Regions from separate parts of the Mus musculus genome. Here region 1 is linked to region 2. The links are chromatin contacts, called in public Hi-C maps. All regions are on one chromosome and are shown on one strand. Each heading gives the region's core, a stretch centred on a gene start, on an enhancer-like site or on the middle of the called end of the contact. The rest is flanking DNA. Distances are from core to core; before and after follow the strand shown. Region 1 holds the start of Lipc (lipase, hepatic). Region 2 overlaps Lipc (lipase, hepatic).

Region 1 (6,839 bases), core at 1,952-4,451, 46 kb after region 2:
TTTTCCTGCCCTGATATTTCATTTCACATTTTCTCACACTTATTTTTTAAAGCAGCTAGATAAATTGGTTTTGAACTTTCTTTTTGAGGTCATAATTTACCAGGAGGTAAAGAACCACTCTGTGTCCCCGGCTCAAAACACAACCTACACACAGCCTTGGTAGTATCTCGGGAGGGGTTGGGACTCTGAACCCACCACCTGGGCTGAATAAAGATCCCCAATGTTGTGCTATGAGCATCTCAGGGTCATTGATAAGCCATTTATTCCCAAATACCATACCGTTACCAACTTTCTGAAATGTTTGGTAGTCGGCATTTGAATTTAAAGGTGGACTTAGCAGTGACTGCGATTCTGCCGCTGAGGGTTGATCATGGTCAGCTGCAGTTTAACCAGCCCTGTGTATGTGCTGGCTCAGGATCACTCTCTCCTCTGTCTTCACCTTCCTATTCTTCTCCTCCTCCATATCTATTTCTTCCTCTATTTCTTTTCCTCCTTCTCTTCTTCCTCTGTCTTCTTATCTCCTCCCCTATCTTCTCTCCTCTTTGCTCTCCATCTTCATCTCTGTCTCTTCTTCCTCCTCCCTAGATAATTTACTCTCAGAAGGCTCTTCAGGCTTGGAAGACACAAGCACATTATCATCTCTGAAGCTGTGCTTCTGCCCAAGGAAGGCCTTGCTTTCTTATTCTCTGATGCCAGCTTGCAAGACCCCACACAAACGCACCCCCACCCCTCCCCAGGCTCGGTCTGCACAGGCAGCTGGGCACGAGCTCTTTCATGATCACTTTTCTCCAGTGGGACTCATGGCACGCCATGCTGTGGTGGAGAAACATGCGCACCCATAACTGATCGCCTTCATTACACTCAGCGGGCTGCCTCATACATTGGATTTGACACATATGTGGATCATTCCCATTCCCTTCTGCCCATAATATAAAAATATTTTCAGTAATGTTAATGAAAAAGTAGTAATTGTTTTCTCAACTCATTCTTCAGTTTTAAAGCAATGGACAGATTTAAAGGACAGTGTTTTTTGGTTTTTTTTTTTGGTTTTTTTTTGTTTTTTTTTTTTAAAGACTAACTTCCAACTTTAAGATAGTCAAATACAATAAAATTACTCTGGTGTGAACTCAAATTTTTACTTGCCAAGCAAATTCTTAAGCTTTACAGTTCACAATCTGTCTTATTCATAAATTTTTAAACACAAGCAAAAAAATCTTAGTGGACGGGTATCACATTGGAAAACAGAATTGAAGTAATGTGAACCCTGAACTTTCAGTTTTACACTTGCTTCCATCATGTTTATTTTTAGCTTCCTGTTTAAATGTGGGAATGGGTATTAAGTACCAGGAGGGCTGGAGACATGAAATGTGTCTGAGAGAGGAAGAAGGATTCTGAGCCACTACACGCTCACTCCCATGGGGAGCACACATCCGTTGTTTCTGAGCTCCAAGACTACGTAAGTAACATGTGCATGGGTGTGGGAGAGCATGTGCTGCACATGTGTGGTGGTCAGGGGATGGCCTCAGGGTTGGTCCTTGATTTTTTTACACCTTGCTTGGGACACAAAGACCAAACGAAGAAAGAGAACTTCAGACCAATCTTTATGAACATTGATGCAAAAATACTCAATAAAATTCTTGCCAACCAAATCCAAGAACACATCAAAATGATCATTCACCACGATCAAGTAGGCTTCATCCCAGGGATGCAGGGATGGTTCAATATACGGTAATCCATCAATGTAGTCCACTATATAAACAAACTCAAAGAAAAAAACCTCATGATCATTTCATTAGATGCTGAAAAAGCATTTGACAAATTTCAGCATCCTTTCATGTTAAAAGTCTTGGAAGAACAGCAATCACACTTAACCATTGAACCATCTTTCTAGTTCATCCTTGAGGAAAGAAAAGTTTAAGTCTCCGGTGGATATAGATGCTCAAGTCTGTGACCTCAGTGCTCCTCAGTGCTCAAGAGGATCTCAATGTCGACCCTAGCCTGGGTTACACAGACCCTGTCTCCAAATCCATCCATCCATCCATCCATCCACCCATCCATCCATCCATCCATCCATCCATCCATCCATCCATCCATCCATCAAAATTTTAAACATTCTAGGCCAGCAGATCTTCATGACAATGGGCACAGAAGCAAGGTTCCAAACCCCTGTCTAATTTGGTCAAGTTGTCCAGTCAATCCTACCATTTACTGATCTAACACGCCATTCAGCCAGGAACCTGGACCCCATCTGCCTGGCAGGGCATGGAAGTCTATCCTTGGCCATCACTGTAGTTTATAAAGCCATGGACTAAAAAGACTGATGGCGGCGGCTCCTTCAGCTCAGGAGAAAAGCTTTGCCAGAAAAATGTAAAGACTAGGAAACATGCGAATGACATCTCTGCTTTAGGCAGGACTAGAAACAGGACTCAGATTCCCTTCTCTTGGGAGAGAGCAAGGCGATTTCACAACCCCAATAGGACAGAGCGTTTGATGGCTCCCAGATGACAAATTAGAATTCAAATGAACTTTAAGGATGATCCCAAGTCTTTCAGGTCATTGTCTTTCAAGTCTTTCAGGTCATTGTCTGCTGAAAAAAAAACTTTTCCCATGGTGTCCATATGACACCTGTAAGAGGCCACACTGCCCGTTACAGGGGCTTTTTTTTTTCCCTGTCATCTACTCTCATCTACTCTTTTTGAAAATACGGTCCCTTTTACAAAGTGCTACACAGCTCTGGGTACCTTGGGAGCCACTCATAGAACCACTTCATGAGCTCTGAAGCAGATCCCATCCCAATGTCAATCTCTGCAACACAGTCAAGACCAAAAAAAAATTCACGGCCATTTCTAGAGAAAAGATAAACACTTACCTGTTCCCACGCCTTGTCCACAAGCACTTGATTGGATAAAGATGCAGAACACCAGGAAAATGGAGATTTGGAGGGGATTTCCCATGTCTCTGGCCTCACCTGGGGTCTGAGGTCTTCTTGCTAATGTCTAGAACTAAAGAGACCAGAGTGCTTCTTGGTGCTCAGCTGGGGAAGGCCCCCATTAATTATTAACCTTAAAACACGTTACCTAGAATTTAAACACTTTCTTTACCTTCTCCAGTCCAAATCTATCAATATCTAGATTGACCCACAGAAGCACTTTTTATCTCGATAAGTTTTGGAAATAAAACACCTCGCCAGGTCTTCTTTCCTCTTGAGCCAAGCTCATAGTTCAGAATCAATCAATTGAGAGTCAGTGTGCTGTGTTTGGACATTTGACCAAAGGTCAGCTGGGTGACCTCTGTATTATTGCCTGCTTTACCGCCCCCCCCCATAGTACTTGAATGGGAGGTAGTGTCGTGGTCCTGGTCTTTCTAGTCGCATGCCAATCCCAAAGAGAGATGAAAGCCCCCACCCCCAGGGACTCTGCTTCCTGTTGAGTTCAGCCATGTTTCTGGCACCTGTGGTGTAATTGTGATGGGGCAGCATGTCTTATAGCTGAAAGAGGAGCTGGAGCCTGGTGAGGTCAGGTTAAGAAGGAACTGGGTGAGAAGCAAAGACCAGAGTCTCGCTGAGGGCCCCGTTGAGAGATACCCCAGGATAAATGCACTCACTGGGTTAATTAATGTCCAGCCAAGAGTAGAGGGCTGTGAAGCAAGGTCATTCAGCAAAAGCAGGCAAGAAAGGGTGTGATGTGCAGCTCTTGCAGAGTTCTTGGCTCTCTAGTGTGATTTAAATTTTGTTGTTGTTGTTGATTTAGTATGGACACACTGAACAAATAAATGCTGTGTGTTGAACACCACTGTGTACCAGGCGCTGTTGTTGGCTTTAAAGAATAGTTAAGTGAATAAAGTAGGCAAGCAGTCCAGTCCTTGTGGAGTTTACGTGCCGTGGGCAATGTGGGCATGAGAAGGATTATATGGTAGAAAGCAGAGATGCATGTTTGAGAACTATTTGGCTGGGAATATAGCTTAGTTGGTAGAGTGCTTGCCTAGCACGCATGAAACCCTGGGCTGGATCCCTAGTATAGTGGCTTTGGTGGCACATGCCTATAGCCCCAGCATTCAGGAGGAGGTGGGAGTGTCAGGAGTTCAAGGTCATTTCTGACTCCACAGTGAGTTCAAAGTCAGCCTGTGCTAGATGACACCCGGCAATAAAAAAATAAAGTACAAATAAAGAAATACCAGGGGTGATGGAGAAGGCAGTGGTTTAAACAGAGTGGTCAGAGTGAATCTTGCTTGGAAGTTGTACCTGAAACCAAGGCTTGAGGGGAGTGAAGGGGCCAGTCTGCGGGGAGAAAGACTTTCAGACAGTTAAGGCAAAGGTCCTGAGATTGGAACATGTTTGGTGTGTTCCAAGAACAGAAAGATGGCCCGTGAGCAGGGAGACTCCTCTGAAGGGGGTACAGAAAGGACTCAGACATATAGAACAAAGGAGCAAATAATTTGATCTGTGTTGTTTTGCATGTGAGCAAGGCTAAAGAGGAGAGCTGACTGAAGAGTGAGCCAGGGAGCTGTGACGATGGCTGGTGTGATGTAACCCTGGGCCTGGGTGGGGGCTGGGCTGTTGTTTAGAAGTGGGACTACTAGACTCCCTGGATTGCTGGGAGGGAGGAGGTGAGAGGGGAGTGAAGAATGACTGGAGGCTTTGGGGTTCAGCAAATAGATGAATGGGGTTACCATCCACGGAAGTGATGAGTGAAACAAGTCTGGCAGGGGGAATGAGGAGCAATTCAGGTTTTGCTCTGTGGCGGGCGTCTGAGTTGGCTCTTAGACACTCCAGTGGATGGTGGAAATAGTTAGCAGACAGACAAAGTGCCAACTGTTGTCTGCTAATGGCTGGCTTAAAAGCTCTCTGAGAGAGCTGGGGAGACAACACAGGGAGGAAACTGCTTGCGGTACAAGCACGAGGACCTGAGTTTGATCCCCTAAATCCACATTTTAAAAGAGCCAGGCACGAGCATGTTCTTGTAATCCCAGTGCCTGGGAGGCAGGGCCAGGCTGATCACTGGGACTTGTTGGGAAGCCAGCCTTGCATAATTAGAACGCAGTGGGTCCCGGTGAGAGACGCAAGATGGAGACTGATTGAGAAAGACAACGGATGCCAGCATTTGACGCCCACAAGCATGTATGCAGGCAGCTGTGAATGGTCTTGATCCCAACCCCAAACCTGTGTGCTCTGTGTCTGAGCTTCCTTTCTGAAACACAGGGGCCATCCTGGTTCCTGAAGACCTGGGTTCTGGATTTGGGGGTGTCTCCTTCCTGTTTTGCATGGTTAAGCAGGCTCCACTTCCACTTTTTTCACATTAAACATTTAAATCTTCAAACCCCTAAGACCATTTGGCCTTGGGTCCCTCTTCCATCACCCTGTTATCCTCTCTTCTGGATATTGCAGCAAGCACTCCCAACCCCTACCTCCTTCTGCAGGTAAACTTAGCAAATACAGTGAGCCTGCCTGTCTCCTGGCTCTGGTATCTGTGCAGAATGTTACATAACACCAGCCACATCTATCATCTCATCTCTAAGGTGGGGATAGCACAGCCTGAGATAATATTTTATGATACTCACTTACTTTCCCCTAACTTGTCCTTTCTCCCACATAGGAAGGATAAAGTAAAATCAGTCTATATAGAGTTTGTCTTCCTAAACCACAAGGTCCCAGGCTAGGGAACCACTAACTGACCAAGACCAGTAAAGGACTAAATTTCTTCTTTACATTTGAATTTTATACATAAATGATATACATATAATGTATGTATATGTATGTATTACATGTAATGCATTTAAATCAAATATACCCCCTTTCCTTTCCCTCCAATGTCCCCACAACCACCATTACTTCCTAACTACATGTGCTCTGTCTTAAAAGCTAAGTCTATTTATTGTTGTCCATAAACGCACAAATGTTAAACATCCCCCTGGAGCAAGAGGATCCCCAAAGAAAACTGATCCTCTCTCCTTCAGCAGCCATCAGCTGCCAGTAGCTCCACAGACATTACTGGCTGCCCCTATTGTTCTTGGTTAACCTCCAGAACTTGATGGTAAGAGTCTGTTAGTGATGGTACCACACCCTTGAGTCCTAGGACATGGAAAAACGGAGCTGGGCTAAAATGTTTTGAAGGGACACAAAGGGGTTTTCCACCCTCATCACTGGAAAGACAGCATCCAAACCTTAGAGGTGGTGGTGGGGGGGGGGGGAGACTTGCCTCTGGAATTGAGAGCAGAGGGGATGGTCCCTTGCTTTGTAGAAAGCCTGGGAGCGGGTAAGACCTAGATAGAAAATGCTCTGTGTGTGCCATCATGCAGAAGGGCGTTCCTGGCCTTGGGTTGGAGCCATGCTGAGCCTTCCAAGTCAATAGGTCAAGATGACAACAGGACAGACAGACAGACAGACAGACACTCAGTATCCATCTTGTGAGTAAATTATAGAGGACTAAGTACTTGCCCTTCAACTCATACCCAAGTACTGTGCCTGATCTAGAACTGTGGTACAACTGGGGTTGGACAGGAAGAATAGAGAGAAAGAACGCAGGGATGCCTGAAAACAAGCATTTGGAGCCATTGCTTCAGATGAGCTATAGACAGCAAAGGTGCTTGTGTATCAGCATATGTAGACTAAGAGTCACACCTCTATACAAGTCCATGACGAGTGTTAGAAATCCATACGTGGGGTGAGTGCCTTGTTCATAAAGGAGGTACAGTGAATCACAGTGACTTATTTTGGGCTCATCCCAGGAACAACGGAATGAACTTCTCCTGAGCTAGAGTAAGAGCTACAGCCAAGACGCTGACTCGGAGAGAGCTGCTTAGATGCACAGTCAGTTGATGAAACCAGCTGAGCCTCTGAGATC
Region 2 (7,603 bases), core at 3,174-5,673:
CATCTTAACCAAAAACTCTGGGAATTACCAGGAATCATCTTCCCTGAATTGTCTCCAAGAAACCAGAGATCTGATCAGGCTTCTAAGCATTCCTCTCTGAGAAGTGAAGAAGTGTTAAAAGGCCCAGAGGCCCAATATCTCAGTGAGACAAACAGACAGGAAATGTCAAAGTCAAGGAACCAGGTCCTTCATAGTTTTTGCCTGGCCAAGGGGAAGAAGGAGAGCATTAGGGTGAAGGGCAGCTGACTAAGGTCTAAGTGACACTTAATTGGTGGAGACCATGCACCGGTTTCATGGTGCAGAGCTCATTCATTGGCTCAGGCCACTCGCCTTTGACTTGCTTTCTTTGAGACTTCGATTTTAAACATTTTCACATCAGTCTGCCTCATTTATAGAGAAGCTCATAGGTTAAATGTCTAGAAAGTGAGTGACCAAGGTAGGGGTGGTGTGTTGGTTTTCCAGTCCTAATTGTACCTTCCTTTAGTAATCATTGGGGTGTTCTTAGAGGAAGAAAAGAAGGTCACTCTAAGACAGATAACGTGGGCACCGCCCTTGAGGTCTAATGAAATTGTCCAAGACATGTGCCCTTGTAAGAAAGCAATTCTGTAAGAAAAGATGACATTTCTGTGGTTTGAAATTTCATGCATTTCTGTGGTTTGAAATTTTATGCAAGCAGTATTTATTATCTTTTTCTCCCCTGAAAATTACAATCTGCATTGACATTGTTAAGGAAATCACATGGACCCAGAAGAAAGTGAAGAATTCAATTGATTATTTTTATTACTGCAGAAGTCTTTTGTTGGCAGGCTGGGCAGAGACCCAATTTCATTTGCTTGTAATATTGCAAACGCTGTTAATTGCCTGTCTTTAGTAAAGGATGGAGACAAAGGAAGAATCAGAAGTATTTATTAGAAATTATGTTGGGACAGTTTAGCTTCATATTCTAGGGGCCTCCATCTCAGTACAGAACTCTGCCCATTAATAAATGGCAGCCATGATGTCGCCTTTCCTATATTTGCACAGTCGTTTCTGGTGACATCTCTAGTATTATTACTCCAGCTATTTTCAGGCTGACTTTTTTTTTCCTACAGAGGTTGGGCTATCAGTAGATTTCCAGTCAATTCAATTTAGTAGTTATGGCAGCTGGAATAACTACATTGCATCTTAATGTGTGTTTCTTGTGCGTAAATCACATTGTTTGCCAAGCAGTAATGAGCAGAGAAGCTGCTAAGACAGTGAAAATCAGCCCTTGGGAGAAGGCTGGTCTTAGAGGCTGTAAAATCAGAATTCATGAAATTTATGTATTTCCAGGGGACCCTGAACTCAAGTATGGGGGTGACAGAGCCTCACAGAACATGGGATACATGGTTGATGTTTCATGGTTTCTTGCTGATATGGCTTCTAACTAATGTTTGTAAAAGGTACTGTAACTTTATGAGTCTGGTGGGCATTTTCTCATTCATTCATTCATTCATTCATTCATTCATTCCTGATGGTTCAGTGCTGTTGAAGACATTTTAAGAATCATGCGTGGTTTTTGGACACTAGACTATAGTTTAGTGAGGGACACAAAAGTATACAGTAATTATAGCAATGCATGATGGGAAATGTGAATGCAAGCTCATTGGGAAAACTGTATTCTGTGGACTTAGAATGAGCCCAGAGCTCTCAACTCTGAACTATAACTACAGTCCTGGACAGGTTGCACAATGTGCTACAATCCTGTTCCTTATTGGTGAAAGGGGATAAGTCATTGTATGGTTAGTGTTAACTGTCAACTTGGCAGTTCTAGAATCACCTGGAAGATGGGCCTCTGGCTATGCTATGTGGGGCTATATTGATTACACAACTTGAGGTGGGAAGATGTGCCCACTGTGGGTAACACCATTCCCTACTTGGGACTCTGAACCATACAAATGGATAAAGGGAAATTAGCAGCAACATGTCATATGACTAGCTACCTCTTGTTTTTCCCACCATGCCTTTCCCCCCTACCACAATGTTATCCCTTGAAGCTATAAGCCCAAGTAAAACCGTCCTCTTTTAAATTGGTTCTTGCCAGGCACTGAATCACAGACGTGGGGAAAGGAATAAAGGGATCAATTATTTCATTTCATCAATGAAATTCAGTCAATGCTTGGCCAGACCATTTCCCAAATGAAAGTAATCCGAACATAGATGTTTTCTAACTTTCCTTCACTAGTCTCTAAGACTCTGTGGGAATGGGTGTTCAATAGAGAACAGTGTTGGTGAGCGGAGTGGGGGTGGGGGGCGCATAGCAGCTATAAGCACAAAGGGTGAAGCATCATGGCTCTCTATGCGGGGATGTCCAATCGAGAACAGTCTTGAGTGGGTGGGGGCATGACGGTTATGAGCATAAAGAGGAAGCACTGTGATGATTCTCTAACCTTTTTATTCTCCTGTGTCAACTTTGGTGCCCTTTAAGATGCTGTTGAATATTCCCCATCCAAACTATTACTTCAAATGTGTTTGGCCCATTACTGTACATCCTACCACAAAGACACTTGTATATATATATCTATGCTCGTTGCTGTTCTGTTCACAATAGTTAGGAAATAGAAACAGTCTAGATGTCCATCAATAGGTGAATAATGAAAATGAGGTACGCATGTACAATAGAATTCTATTTAGCTATAAATAAAAGGCAACTGTAACGTTTACAGGAAAATGGGTAGAACTGGAAAATATTGAGCTAAGCCACACCTGGTTAGATAAATAACTGACGGTTCTCTCTCGTATGTGGAGCTTAACTTTTCATTATTAAGCATGCAAGTAAATGTGGTTAGAGGCCAAGAAACTAGAAAGGGATCCATGAGATGGAGAATAAGAGGATTTGAGAGTGGGAAGTGGGAGGGCAGTAGTATACATGTGATATCAAAGTATAAGGGGGAATCCTGGAGGATCGCTGTGGTACAGTGGGGTTGAGGGGGAGCGGAACAACCAGAGCTAACTGTGCATGAAAATGCCAAGAGGTAGCTTGTCACTTTGTGAGGAAAAGACAAATTAATGAATAAGAGAAAAGTCTTTGGCCCACAGAATGTCTTTGGGCTTCATCCACATTTCTTTTCTCTATCCTTATGAAAGAACCTAGTGGGGAAACCCCCACTCGGCTCCCGATTCGGCGTGCACCCAAGAATCACGAATAGAACACAACACCTTGATGTAACAACATGAGGTATTTTAATGGCGGAGCTCCGGGTCGAAACGTATCTCACACAGGAGACAGTGGATTCGACCACGAGGCTTGGAAGCTAGGGGTTTTTATAGAAAAGGAGTGGGGCTGGGGGAGGAATTGGCACGGTTTCACATGATTGGTCCATTTAAACATCAGCAGCCTGTAACATTTAACTTAGGTCAGAGGGGTGGGAGATAGGGAGGCGATGGGCCTGCCTGGGCATGTCCTGGTCTGTTCTGCTATGTTCTCAGCCACAGGTTTCAAAGCTCACAAACAACTCTTTGGGCTATTTGACACACATTACATGAATCACAGATCTCAAGTTTTATTTCCTTTCACTTACAAATTTTGTCCCAAGATCCTGTCCCACTGGGACAAGCTCTAGTCAGGTTTTCTAGGAGGCTGACTACATGCACCCCACCCCAAGCCTGTTCATCACTCCCCTTCCTTCTTTCCAGACTCTCTTTGCCTATAACATGGCTCATAGAAGCAACCCTCCACCCCCACCCCCCATCCCCTAATCAAAAAAAGACGTCACGAGAGAGAAGCAAGGTGGACTTTGTTTAAAAAGACATGAGATGCTGGGTGTGCTTTCTGCCCTAGAGGAAGTCCATATACAACTTGCTGACCTCACCATCCAGGGCTGTGGGCTGCAGCTCAAGGAAGAGGTGTCTCTAAAAAGGAAAACATGGTGGATAGAAACAGCTTGGGAGGGATAATGTCAGTTTAGCCAAACTGGCTAAACAGGAACTCAGCCTGATGTCACTGTATGACAAGTTAGACTGGTTTGGAGACCAGTTCATGCTCATTGGCATGCAGACTGGGTTAGAATGAACTCACTTGTTGTCATAGGTCCTGGGCCACCCTGGACACAGTGAAATTTCCCAGAAACAGACTATCAGTATAATCTACTTCTGAATCAGATCAGTATCAGATCAAAGTCCTCTGAGTTCTCTGCTAACAGCTGACAGACAGCGCATGCTCCAGCTCCCTACGCCTGGAGACACAGTCATCTTCCTGAGTTTTACCAGAGCTTTGTGAGGAACAAGGTCTTACCTTATTTTATAGGTGAGAAACTTGAGGCTCAGACAAGCCAAATGGCTTCAGAGTCCCCACCACAAGGCTCTAAAATAATGGTACTTCTGGGAGCCTAAGTATAAGTCCCTTGGCCTCCTGTGGTCCCAAGGCAATGTCATTGGAATACAGCCAGCAGAACAAGGTCCACATTATTGATGGCTGATCTCACCGTGTAGCTCTGTGTGAGTCACCATCACCAGTGTAGTTTACCCAGCTGTGCAAAGAAAGAAGCTGACTCCACCTGCCTCCTTCCCAGAAGGAAAACTTAACTAGATATCAATGACATCAGGAGAAACCAGATTACGTGACTTTCCGTAAAGTACACCCTTTTGAGGAAGGCACGTAATGTAGGCTATTAGACCACACTGGGCAGAAAAGGAAGCCCTCTAGTGCTGTGTTGTTTCCCTGGACATCCCATCTGGCTCTGTCTAAAAATTGTGGCTTGCTTTCTTCTCAGCTAGGCTTCAGGGATGGCCAGAGGCTCTGGGAACCCAGGTGCTAGCTCCGTGGAGACCAGTGTCCACTGATCCTGAACCGAAGACCTTAAGCGGTTCTCTGAACCAGCTGCAGCCCAGTATCTCATCTGTGAAGTGGGCTCAGGGGTGTGGTGAGGAAGGGGTGATGTGCAGAATGTACTAGGCACACCGCCCAGCATACGGACTGTCCCATGCATGATCTGTCATGTTTGTAGGATTGCCAGGTAGCCCAGGCTGCCCTTGATCTGACAATCTTCCTGCCAAATCCTTCTTACTGTTAGGACTGTAGGTGTGTACTCATACAACTGACTTATCTATCACAATCATGTGTGTGTGTGTGTGTGTGTGTGTGTGTGTGTGATGCTGGGGATTTTAGAATTTGCCCTTAAATGTATGTATGTATGTATGTATGTATGTATGTATGTATGTATGTATGTTGTATGTTGTATGTTGTATGTATGTGTGTATGTATGTTGTATGTATGTGTGTATGTATGGTCTGGGTCCACCTGCTACCTCATGTATGTGGATATCAGAGAACAATGTGCAAGAGTTGCTTTTCTCCTTCCACCAAGTGAGTTCTGGAGACTGAACTCAGGCTAGCATTCCTGGCCTTCTGTACTCACTGAATCCTATTTGCCTGATGCCTTGTTTGCCTTTAGATTAGACTTTCCAGAAAGAATGCACTTGTCACGAGTTCTCCCTCATCATGGGGGTTACCTGTCACCAGAGACAAGAGGGCTGAGGCAGAGCCATGCCCAGAGAGACCGTGTCCAGTCATCTTTGGTACACCTACTTTTCTCTCCTAACCATCTCTCTCACACAGAGAGCGCTTTTGCTAGCTTCCCTCTAGATCTTACTGGGCCTTGAAGTACTCTGTCCTTGCTGTAATGTCACTGTGTGTGGCAGAAATCTGCGTGCCTTTTGTTTTTTCTGTCTCCTGTCAGTTTACTTCAGAGACACAGTTATCAGAGCTTCAGAGGGCAGAAACATTAGCCCTTCCTTGCAGAGTCAAAGGAGCTGGATTTGGGCTCAAGGTAAAGGTATCTTTGCTTTGTCAACAAAATGCCTGCGCTGAGGGTGGTAGAAGCCAATCAGGAGCCACATGAAACCTTCGCTGTCCTCAATGGCTGGATCCTTCTAGTGGAACTGCCCCCTCTCCCTCCACCCATGGTTCTTGGTCTCCTGCTTCAGCCTCTGACAATTCCAGCAGACACAGGCTCACTTGCTGTATCTGCATTTCAGCTTGTCTTATGGAGAAGCAACCTGTGAGGGCTGACCAGTCACTAATAAAAACCAGCAAGTTCTTTTACCAGATTGACTTCAAACAAGACAAGACAAAGAATGCAAAACCTGGGGCTCAGGCGTAGAGAACATTCGCTCTCCAATCGTGAGGATCCCAGCTCCCACATAACAGGCTGGCTGTCCTTGCTAACAGCAGTAACCCCAGCTCCAGTGCAGGGAGGAGACAAGAGGATAACTCGGCTGGCTGGCTTCCAGATTGGCAGGAAAACTTCAAGTGTCTGGTTCAGGGAGAGACTCTGCCTCGAAGGAATGGGGGGAACTGACTCTTAACTCTCTTTTGACCTCCATGTATACGTATCTGCATACATAGATGGGCGCACATAGGTGAATACACACACACACACACACACACACACACACACACACACACACACACAAGTAAATAAATCTATCTTTTAAAAAGACTTTAAATTGGAACAAAAAGACTGTAAAATCCCTGTAACCTGCCTGGAAAGTTGAAGTGAATGGGCTTGACCTTCACGGTTGAGGACAGTCAGGCCTTTTGATCTTGTTGGAGCTGTTAGGTCTGTTAGACTTCGAGTAAGGTCAAGGAATCTAGGGTAGAGTCTGGTCTTTGTCTCTTAGCAGCTGTGTGGCCTTGGACAAACCACTCGACCCTACAGGTTCCCTTTCCTTCTCCTTGTCCTTGAAAGGCTAGCATGAGATAATGGCATGTAGCCACTACACAGGAAACGTTAGCCAAAACTGTAGCTGGACCAGCTGATGTGAAAAAACTATTATCTGGATATCTGGAACAGTCTCTTCCCCTCCCACCTCCCTGCTGCGTCTTCTGAGGCTGTCCTCAGACACTTCCCCTGGAGCGCTGTCTGTGGGTTGTCATTTTGTCTGCTCGCCTGGCTAATGGCACAGGAAGTGGGTGGGTAATGGGTCTCTCTGTTGTTCCACTGGCCTCCCCGTGAATCTAACTGTTTTGCTTTTCCTCACCGTGGGGGCTTCTCACACCCTCTAATGACTGTTTTTCTTTCAGAACTGGCATATTTTTAGATAAAGCATTTCCTGAAGCTCCTTTCTGGTTCCCTGGCACATCTTTGACTTCTCTTCCGTTTCCCCCTGCCTTTCTCTGGCTGTGAAATCACCCCAGCAGCATGAGTGCAGGAAACAGAAGCACAGGTCTCACACCTTCCTGGGTCTGAGCCAATCAGCCCTCAGGGGCCAGGCCTGATCAGGGTGGTCCATGAAGAAGATCCTTCTGTTTGCTCCCCTTTCTGCCTTCCTCAGTTGTCTAGCTCAGACAGAGAGGTAGTTTCAAAGTCACCTGAAACATGCACACTGTAGCCAAAACCACACTGAAAACTACGCCCTGGTACTCAAACATACCTGGGTTTGAATCATGGCTTCTCCAAGACAAAGCTTAATATTGACCATCCATTTGATAGGATGTAGAATCGCCTGGGAGACACACCTAGCAGACACGTCTTGAAGTGGGGAGACCCACCCTAAACGAGGGTAGCACCATCCCATGAGATGGGATTCTGGACTGAAAAACAGGAGTGCTGAGCACCATCGCTTATCCTTGGGGCTTCCTGACT

Evidence for each region. Hi-C and Micro-C count contacts between places; a contact is called where the count stands out from the background.
Region 1: a contact with region 2 is called in a Hi-C map of liver, with 2.5 times the contacts expected there. The contact joins the promoter of Lipc here to the enhancer-like site in region 2. A contact is called at or near these places in 1 of 39 promoter capture datasets (macrophages), 7 of 484 Hi-C or Micro-C datasets (all in liver), 8 of 115 datasets of contacts at active chromatin or transcription factors (the HPC-7 cell line, cardiomyocytes, embryonic fibroblasts and 5 more) and 2 of 9 other capture datasets (adipose tissue and embryonic stem cells).

The regions. Positions count from the first base shown.
Region 1 is chr9:70,931,607-70,938,445 of GRCm38.p6, forward strand. Lipc (lipase, hepatic) reads right to left here and starts at 3,202. Exons shown (of 9, transcript NM_008280.2): 1 at 2,870-3,202. The coding sequence starts at 2,954. The region is part of intron 2 of Gm32017 (a long non-coding RNA gene); the gene reads left to right.
Region 2 is chr9:70,884,753-70,892,355 of GRCm38.p6, forward strand. The region is part of intron 1 of Lipc (lipase, hepatic); the gene reads right to left. Among named protein-coding and RNA genes, the nearest start is that of Gm32017, 26 kb to the right of the region's middle. Within about 2 kb of position 4,424, at least 85 of the 459 cell types and tissues checked have an H3K27ac peak or open chromatin away from gene starts, as enhancers often do. A contact at or near this core is called in extraembryonic endoderm stem cells, hepatocytes, liver and 1 more, where this site is marked.